3 separate regions of the Zea mays genome follow, and all the other regions are linked to region 3. A link is a contact called in public Hi-C data. All regions are on one chromosome and are shown on one strand. Each heading gives the region's core, a stretch centred on a gene start, on an enhancer-like site or on the middle of the called end of the contact. The rest is flanking DNA. Distances are from core to core; before and after follow the strand shown.

Region 1 (2,700 bases), core at 134-2,633, 260 kb before region 3:
AATCGAAGAGGCGTTTCATACACGATACACGGTTTAAGAAGCCATCAGCAGTCCTGTTTATTTCCTTATAGGATTGTGTAATCTAACCTATGGATTATATAACCATCTATTGATCTGTTTATGCATTATCATAATGTAGGCATCTAGATCACATAATTCATCTGATAATCAGTGTTGTTTGTTTATCTTTCAGCTTATTTAAGCTAGACTATATAAACTAGAGGGTAAAGAAATAGGACTTAAAGTCTGGTGTCTCGACTGACAGAACATTCTGGATCTTTATTTCATCATCATCTAAAAGACTACCTTATTATACTACTACGTAGCTAACAAAGTGACGTGGGCGTGGACGGGACCAAACCGTTCTGATTCTTTCTACTCATTACAGGAACAACTCAGCAAGACTAGCTAGGTACCAGCAGAGTCCAGTGGCTGGAGCGTCACCGGACGTTTATCCTTGGCTACCTATGGAGGGTGTCCGCTCCCTGGCTTCCTGCGTGGGTCATGTTTGGGGTTGGACCCGCCGTAGTCGTAGTCCTGAACGTACGTCAGAACCTTCCCACTGCGTCTCTGCGTTTGGAAAAATACATGCATGCATGTGTTCTGATTAGTTAGGTGAGTGAATGTCGAGAGCCAAAAGGACTAAGGTTTAAACTCTTATTATTTTTTTTTATAATAGGAAGAGAAAAGGTGACACACGACGAATCGTATAGAAACCAGTATTTTAATTATATATTTAAAATAAATATCAAATTCTGTAAAAGAAGTTATTTGTTTTGTTTACCTAAACTAACAATAGCCTACTGATCGAATTGTATCAAACACTTCAATAATATGCTTTCTACAAAACCAATTAGCGATGGTTTCTAATTAAACACGATTTCACTTCCTTTAAATGTCTGACAGCTGTTTCAACCAAGATTAGAGATGCCGACCTCAACCTCAACCGCTTCAGAAAGATCTGCATCGCTGGCTTGTGTAGCTGCAGTTTGTCCTGCATGCAAACAGGGAAGCTCTTCAACCGTGTACGACTATATACATAACTCACCAGCAAGGAAACGGACTGTACTACCTGAAGACACACCACTGAACAGTAGAGACACCACAAGAATAACGGTGAAGATGAGCCTGAGCTTGGGCATTGTCGCTCTGGTTAAGCAGGCGACGATTGTGTGTCTCCTTCTTTCCTTCCTTGTGCAGCTCGATCTCAGAACTGTTAGTTCTGTGAGGAGCTGGAACGTACGTACCACCAGTGGCCCCTTTATATACGACGAACGGTAGCGCTAGCTGCTCCGATCCCTAACAGCTGGAAAGGGCACGCCCATATATTGTCCATGCTTTTGCAATAGTGTGTTTGTGTGTGCGGCTGTGCCGTGCCACCAGTGACCTGCATCTATCTGCTGCTGCTGATGACTCTCCCATATATGCACGGCCGGGCTGGCGATGAAAACGAAAGCCAATATGCATGGGCCTCCTCCCAAAGGTCAACTATTGTATTCGTCATCCGATCATCACCACACAGGTTAAGAGTAGAGCTAGCAGTCGTCTAGCACACAGTGCAAAACTGTTCATGGCAGTATATATATGCTGCCTTAATTTAATTTAATTTGATGTGTAGGCTATGCTATGCAGCATGCATGCGGTTGCGCGAAGCAGCAGCACATGCACAAACTGTTCGTTTCTGTACTACTGTGTTCAGTTCACAGCCCATTTGACATTTGTTGGGTGCTGGCGCCGCTGCGCGATGGGCTGCGCGGTGGGGCGAGGGGCGGCGCTGCGGGGGGGCGAGGGGCGGCGCGGTGGGCTGCGCGGTGGGGCGAGGGGCGGCGCTGCGGGGGGGCGAGGGGCGGCGCGGCGGGACGAGAGGCGGCGCGGCTCGGCTAGTGGCGGCGCGGTGGGGCGAGCCAGGCGGCGCACGAGCGGCCAGGAAGCGGCGGCGGAGAAGAAATGCGACGGAGAAGAAACCGAACAGAGGAAGAAGGAACCGGGTATTTTTAAATACATAATTTTCGGCGGCTAGGGTGTTGGCCGCCGAAAATAAGTTTATTTTCGGCGGCCGTGTCAGAAGCCGCCGAAAATAAGACTGTTTTCGGCGGCTTCTGACACGGCCGCCGAAAATAACCTTATTTTCGGCGGTTTGCTCCTGCCGCCGAAATTATTTACTTATTTTCGGCGGCCACCTCCTGGCCGCCGAAAATAACAGCAGCCGCCGAAAGTGACATACAGTGCTGTTGTGGCAGTGGTGCGGCACGCACGCAACGAGCACGACGACACATGCAGTTGCACTTGGACGCTCTGGAGGTGGGCGGATCAGTGCGCGCGCGCGCGCGCTATAGTGCCATTTCGATCTGCAGCGCTAGCATGCGTACCCATCACCCTAGCTAGCTAGCACCTAGATACGGCTGGGGCGATACGCCGCACGGGCGCAGCAGCTAGCAGGACGTACGCGATGGGATCGCCGTCACCTGCAGTGCTGCTGCTTGTGCTAGCTAGTGCAGCAGCACGAGCAGCGCCCACTACCGGAGGCAGCGCGCACCGTCGCCGCCGACCGGTTGCTCTCGCGTGCATGATGCATGCATAGCTGCATGTCCTGGCAGGCAGCAACAGCAACAGCAAGCGACCTAATAATAAAAGATGGCTGCGGCCTGTGGGTGACCCACCGTCGCGTCGCGGAAAGCTCGCGGCTTTGTGCAGGCGAGT
Region 2 (2,700 bases), core at 59-2,558, 430 kb before region 3:
TGGACAGAGCTATTACTTGTACTATCCAAATGAATGAATCCACAAAGCAGAGTTCATAAATGATGTGGGCTAACACTTTTTGTGTGTGCATTGGGCAATTTCTACAGGCTATATTGGTTTTCATGAGTCTATTTATTATTGGTAGACGGTAGAAACCTCCTTGTTGGCAATCAAGTCTTTTCAAATGCCATTCAAATTCATAACACATAACCTAATGCGGTCTACCTCTACAAGCAAAGCAAGTGTTCGCTTTTTAATGCAATTTTGGAGGAAGATTAGGAACTTAGCATAACCAGATTTTGGATGGAGAAAATAATACCTATTATGGCACACATCTGCACCAACAAAATACAGCGGATTTCACATAGAACATTTTCAGGTAAAACAGAAATAGAGATTTAAAAGTGAAGAGAGGCAACAAAAACTAGTCAAATTGAGCTGAAAACCGGTCTAGCATTAACCTATTTTGTCTTCAATAGTTCAATTACAGCTAGCTTCTCAACTTTTCTTTAGGTACTTAAGAGTACTCCTACTCCGTCCATTCCAAATTGTAAGCGATTTTAGTTTTGTCCTAAGTCAAACCACTCTAGCTTCGACTACGACTATAGAAAAATGCACAGATATTTACATCATCGAACTAATTCATTAGATATACCATGAAATATATTTTGATGGTGCACTTTTTAATATATTTTGCTATAAACTTGGTCAAAGTTACACAAATCTATATCGATTTACAATGTGGAATGGAGGGAGTACTAGTTAGCATTGCAGTTTAACTATCTTGGGTGGGAAATGTAACAGCTGAATCTTTGTAGTGAACAAGTAAATGTATAGCCTGTCAGTTAGTATAATATTAATGAATCATGTGTCAATGGCCATTGGGGCAGAGCTACTGAAAACTTCTGAGATAGAATACTGGATATAACGAATAGTAGCAAGTGAAAAGAAATGTAAGCCCTACCAGAACCCTACGACGGAGTCAACGTCAACCGGAACCCCGAAGCCAAGGCACACCGAAAGCAAGGGGCACATCTAGTAGGGTTTGCGGAGGAGAAGCCAGGGCGCGTACCGAATCCGGCGATGAGACAGGAAGCTGCGACAACAGGCTCCTTCACAACGAAGATCTTGAGCTTCTCCATCACGGCCATGGCTGCCTCTTCTGTTTCTGCTCCCGCTCCTCCGCTTCGCCTTCGCCGTCGCTGGAGACGAGAAGGGAGACGAGTCAGTGCTCTCTCCTCCGATCTGTGGACGACTGGACGTAGGCCCGTGTCTTATGCGGAGAGGCTTCGACGCCTAGCCCATTTACATCCGCGGTCCAGTGGGGCACGATCCATTTTGTTGATGGGCTGAGGGAGTGAGGTCCAACCGATAGGCTGACGGCATATTCAGAGTTGCCAATTGGAATATTCCTCGCGCGCGCGCGAATATTTTGCCCGGACGAGCGAATCTACCGTCGCTGCAGCACCTGCACGGCTGCACCCGCCTTGTTTGGACCGCACGCGCGGCCACCCTTCTCCTCCTCTCCTCTCTTCTTCACCTACCTATTCTCTCTCGCTCGGCGCGCGTAGAAGAGAAGAGGCACTTCTTCCTCCTCGCCGGCTTCCCCTCGCGTGTCGCAAGTGCTTTACCCTACACCGTGGCCCGTGGATCGTCGCCGGACGCCAGGCATCGGCAAGCGGCAGCGCAGCCGTCCACCCTGAGTCCCTGATTTTGCCAAGGTTATTAGCCCTCCCTCCTCCGCACTATCTCTGTAACACCAATTCATTCTAGCTTACTTCTCATGAGATGAGAGGGGCGCATCCAGCACCGGGGCGGCCGCTGTCCGGGCTCGATCGAGCCCCCGCTACGGTCCCCGGAGGCCGGAAGCCGGAAGCCCCTCTTAAGTTTCTGCTATAATTTTATACTTGAAATTTAAAAATGCGATTTTAAATACAGAAAATAAAAGGAATAAGTCCATCCTCCGTATCTTTCTGGATCCGCTGCTCGCGTGGTGTTTTTAGTTTGTGTGTGTGTAAGGGTGGTCACCAGCACGTCTCGTAACTGGCGGCGTGCTTCTTTGATCCGTTTGCTTATGTCGCCTGACGTCAATACATCAGCTAAGGTGCCCTTTCCCGGTTGTGGATCGGGGTTCAGGAATCAGGATATATTCATTCTTTCTCCAAAAACTATAGAATTCATTCAGTGTCGGACGGACCTTGACAAAATGGAAGAAGCAGGGCGCAGAGGCATCAGCTTATTTCCACACGACCGCGTATTTTCTATTTAACCAGCGCAGCGCAGCGCAGGCATGGAAGCACAGCGGCCGTTCATGCAGATGAAAGATGAGAGAGACCTGAATGAAAGAACAACAGGAGGACAAGGAAGGAGGACGCCGTCAGCCCTCTGTTTAGGAAGCTCAACCGGGCCATGGAGTCCTCTTCAGCCCGCACCATCTACGTGAGCACTGAGCCGTCAGATAAGAACATCAGAGGTGGCACTGGATCTGGATGGTCCGCGAGCTAGCAGAGATAATAGATAACGCACGTCATTTCAGGTGTTTTACCCGTATGCTCTTTAGTGAACTAAGACTATGTTTGATTTCTTTAGTCTAGGGACTAAAGTTTAGTTAGGGGATTAAAGTTTAGTCCCTAACATATTTAGTTATAGGGCTAAAAATAGTAAGAATATACTAAATGACTTATAAGAAGACTAAAATGA
Region 3 (2,700 bases), core at 95-2,594:
GGTCTCCAAGTGGTGGATGTGAGGGGGTGTGAGTGTGAAAGAGGATGTTTGCATTCGTGGTCGTTGGGAATGAATTGGTATGGCCAAGGTGTCGCCAGCAGCCAAGACCTCGTAGTAGCCGGCAGTAGTGTTAGGGCCGGTCGTTGATCCTGATGACAGGACTGTTTAGCTATCATATCAAGCACTTCAGGTTGAGTTTTACACTTTATCTGTACGCTAGCTATATACATTCAGGCTGCATCGTATTGACAGTCTTGTCTTGGTTGGCATCCTGGCAATTGGTTATGTAGCTGTTTCACCGGTTCGGCTGCTGATCCGCTGCCAAACTGCAGTGCCCGGTAAAGTAAGCCGTGAGACCGAGCTTTGTTTGTGTACTTCAGTATTAGCCCTTGAAAAATTAAGGTTCTCAAACTAGTAGTACTAAGGATTTGTTTGTGTACTTCAGTATTAACTCTAATTCATATGTGTTAAGATTCATATGTGTTAAGGTAGATTTAGATATAAATTATTATACCTTAATTTATCTCAACACATGGGAATTGAGATCAATACTAAAATAACAAAACTAGGTCTAAGGCTTATTTGGGAGCACAACAAAGCCATGGGACCGAGTTTCTGCTCCCTATCGTGTCGTACATGTTCTCCCGCCTGAGCAAAATAAACCGAATCAAATCAATCAAAATCGAAACCAAATTAGTTAGGCTATCCGCACTCGTGGAACCCTAAATTTCTACTCTAAAAGGAATATTTCATCCTAGTCAGCGAGATTCTCTACTCTATACCACAATCATCCGCGGTCACAATTACTCTATATATCTACCCTATACCAACTACCATATATTATATTATATTTTTCCCACACTATTCTATCCCACCGCGCCTGCCACTGTCTATCCCTCCGAACTCCCAACAGCGCTGTCAGCCAGGAACAGTACGTAGAGTAGAAACGAGCGTACGCTGTATATAGCGTTCCTCTCTCCTTACTGCGTGATAGAGTAGTACGTAGAGTTTGCCGTTGCAGTCGTCGCGTTACTCCATATTCGACGCTACCTTTGTAGCGTACGTGATCGAGTAGATCACTGCGGACAGCCTTAGAACCAAATTAATCGTTGGTTTCGTATCTTTAAAAATCGAACAACCAACGTAATTTTGGTTCTAAACATTAGAGGATCGAATTAATCGTATTTAGCCCTTGCCTAATACAGTATTCTTAAACCCTACGTATATAAGCACAAGTACAAACCCCTCCAAAATCCAACTCCTGCGACGGGTATTTGTGCCACACCTGCACCCGTTCCCGGCGCCTCCCGTTCTCGGTGGCCCGTCCCCCCCCCCCCCCTAATCCTCCAACTCCAACTGTCGCCCGCCGGTAGCCGCGCTCGCGGCAGTGGACCTCGCCTCCTGCGCGGCTGTGCCCAGACTGCTGTGCTGTTTCGGTCTCTTCGGTTGGCAGCAGCCACGCCGGGAACAAGATGGCGGCGGCGTTGCCGCAGCTGGACGACGAGATCGTCCACGGCATGGCCATCGGCGCTGTCTTCACGGACTATGTGAGTCCCGGTGATACAAGCCCCAACCCACCTATTCCTTAAGGTTTTTGCCTCGCACTAATTCGCCGTCCAAATCGGCTGCAGACCGGGAAGATCAATTGCCTCGACTTCCACCGCACGGAAGATCTCATGATCACCTCTAGCGAGGACGACTCCATCCGCCTATACAACATCACCAGCGCGACGTGGGTACCGTAGCCTATGATTGATTTCTCCGAACGTTTTTTTTGTTGTAGCTGTAATGTGTAGAATCTAATGCATGTGAGGAAAAGTGTTGGTTCTACTGATGTGTACAGCGATGTGATTTTTGGGTACCTTATTGCAAGAGATTATAGGACTAATATATTTTGTGGTTAGAATCAATGTTACTGGAGTAGATGCTATTGAAGCTAATTTTCTAAATGTAGCATGTTTGGCAATGGGCAGTTAACATTTGATAAATATACATGGATTATGCCTTAGTGTTGCTCTTCTGTCATGTTGGCCATATTGCTAGAGATGTGATTTTACTTGTGCTGCCGTGCTGGCAGGTAGTGTTTGTTCATTCCGAATGTTTTATGAAAGCTTTGGATGGCAGGTAGTATTTGTTCATTCCGAATGTTTTATAAAAGCTTTAGATCATCCAGCAGTTTAGTTTTGGTGACCCTGTTTTCCCTATCCTGTCATTGTTCTCTATGATCGGTAGAAGTTTGCTTCGTCATATGTGCTCTATGAAAGTATATTTAGTAAGCCACCAGTAATCAGTGCTAGAGCCTGCTGACTATTGTTTCAGGTTGTTAAAGACTACGTATCACAGGAAACATGGTGCTGACCGTGTCTGTTTTAGTCATCATCCAAGTTCTATCTTATGCTCTTCACGGTACAACCTAGAGTCTATAGAGTCACTTCGTTATCTGTCATTGTATGACAACCGTTGCTTAAGATACTTCAAAGGACACAAAGACAGGTTTGTTTTATTTTTCTTCTGATGCTGCTGCATTTCTTGTTTGTGGCAAGGGCAGATGCTGAGAGATGTTCCGTTTCGTCTCAGGGTCGTTTCATTATGTATGTCACCTGTCAATGATAGCTTTATGTCAGGATCACTTGATCACAGTGTCAGAATATGGGATCTTCGGGTAAATGCTTGTCAGGTTGGCTACCAATCTTGAGCGGA

What was found. Hi-C and Micro-C count contacts between places; a contact is called where the count stands out from the background.
Region 1: a Hi-C map of ear shows a contact between it and region 3, with 5 times the contacts expected there. The contact joins the promoter of LOC100277096 here to the promoter of LOC100285399 in region 3. A contact is called at or near these places in 2 of 25 Hi-C or Micro-C datasets (bundle sheath and ear).
Region 2: a Hi-C map of bundle sheath shows a contact between it and region 3, with 2.4 times the contacts expected there. The contact joins the promoter of LOC100282278 here to the promoter of LOC100285399 in region 3. A contact is called at or near these places in 5 of 25 Hi-C or Micro-C datasets (bundle sheath, ear, endosperm and 2 more).

Annotation. Positions count from the first base shown.
Region 1 is chr8:64,064,842-64,067,541 of Zm-B73-REFERENCE-NAM-5.0, forward strand. LOC100277096 reads right to left here and starts at 1,384. Exons shown (of 3, transcript XM_008657765.4): 1 at 1,073-1,384; 2 at 942-994; 3 at 163-570. The coding sequence starts at 1,142. The coding sequence ends at 466.
Region 2 is chr8:63,890,677-63,893,376 of Zm-B73-REFERENCE-NAM-5.0, forward strand. It overlaps LOC100282278, which reads right to left and starts at 1,309. Exons shown (of 3, transcript NM_001155190.1): 1 at 1,073-1,309. The coding sequence starts at 1,151. LOC101027216 (a long non-coding RNA gene) reads left to right here and starts at 1,565. Exons shown (of 2, transcript NR_169068.1): 1 at 1,565-1,721.
Region 3 is chr8:64,322,185-64,324,884 of Zm-B73-REFERENCE-NAM-5.0, forward strand. LOC100285399 (set1 complex component swd2) reads left to right here and starts at 1,345. Exons shown (of 9, transcript NM_001158292.2): 1 at 1,345-1,547; 2 at 1,632-1,732; 3 at 2,320-2,493; 4 at 2,578-2,677. The coding sequence starts at 1,473.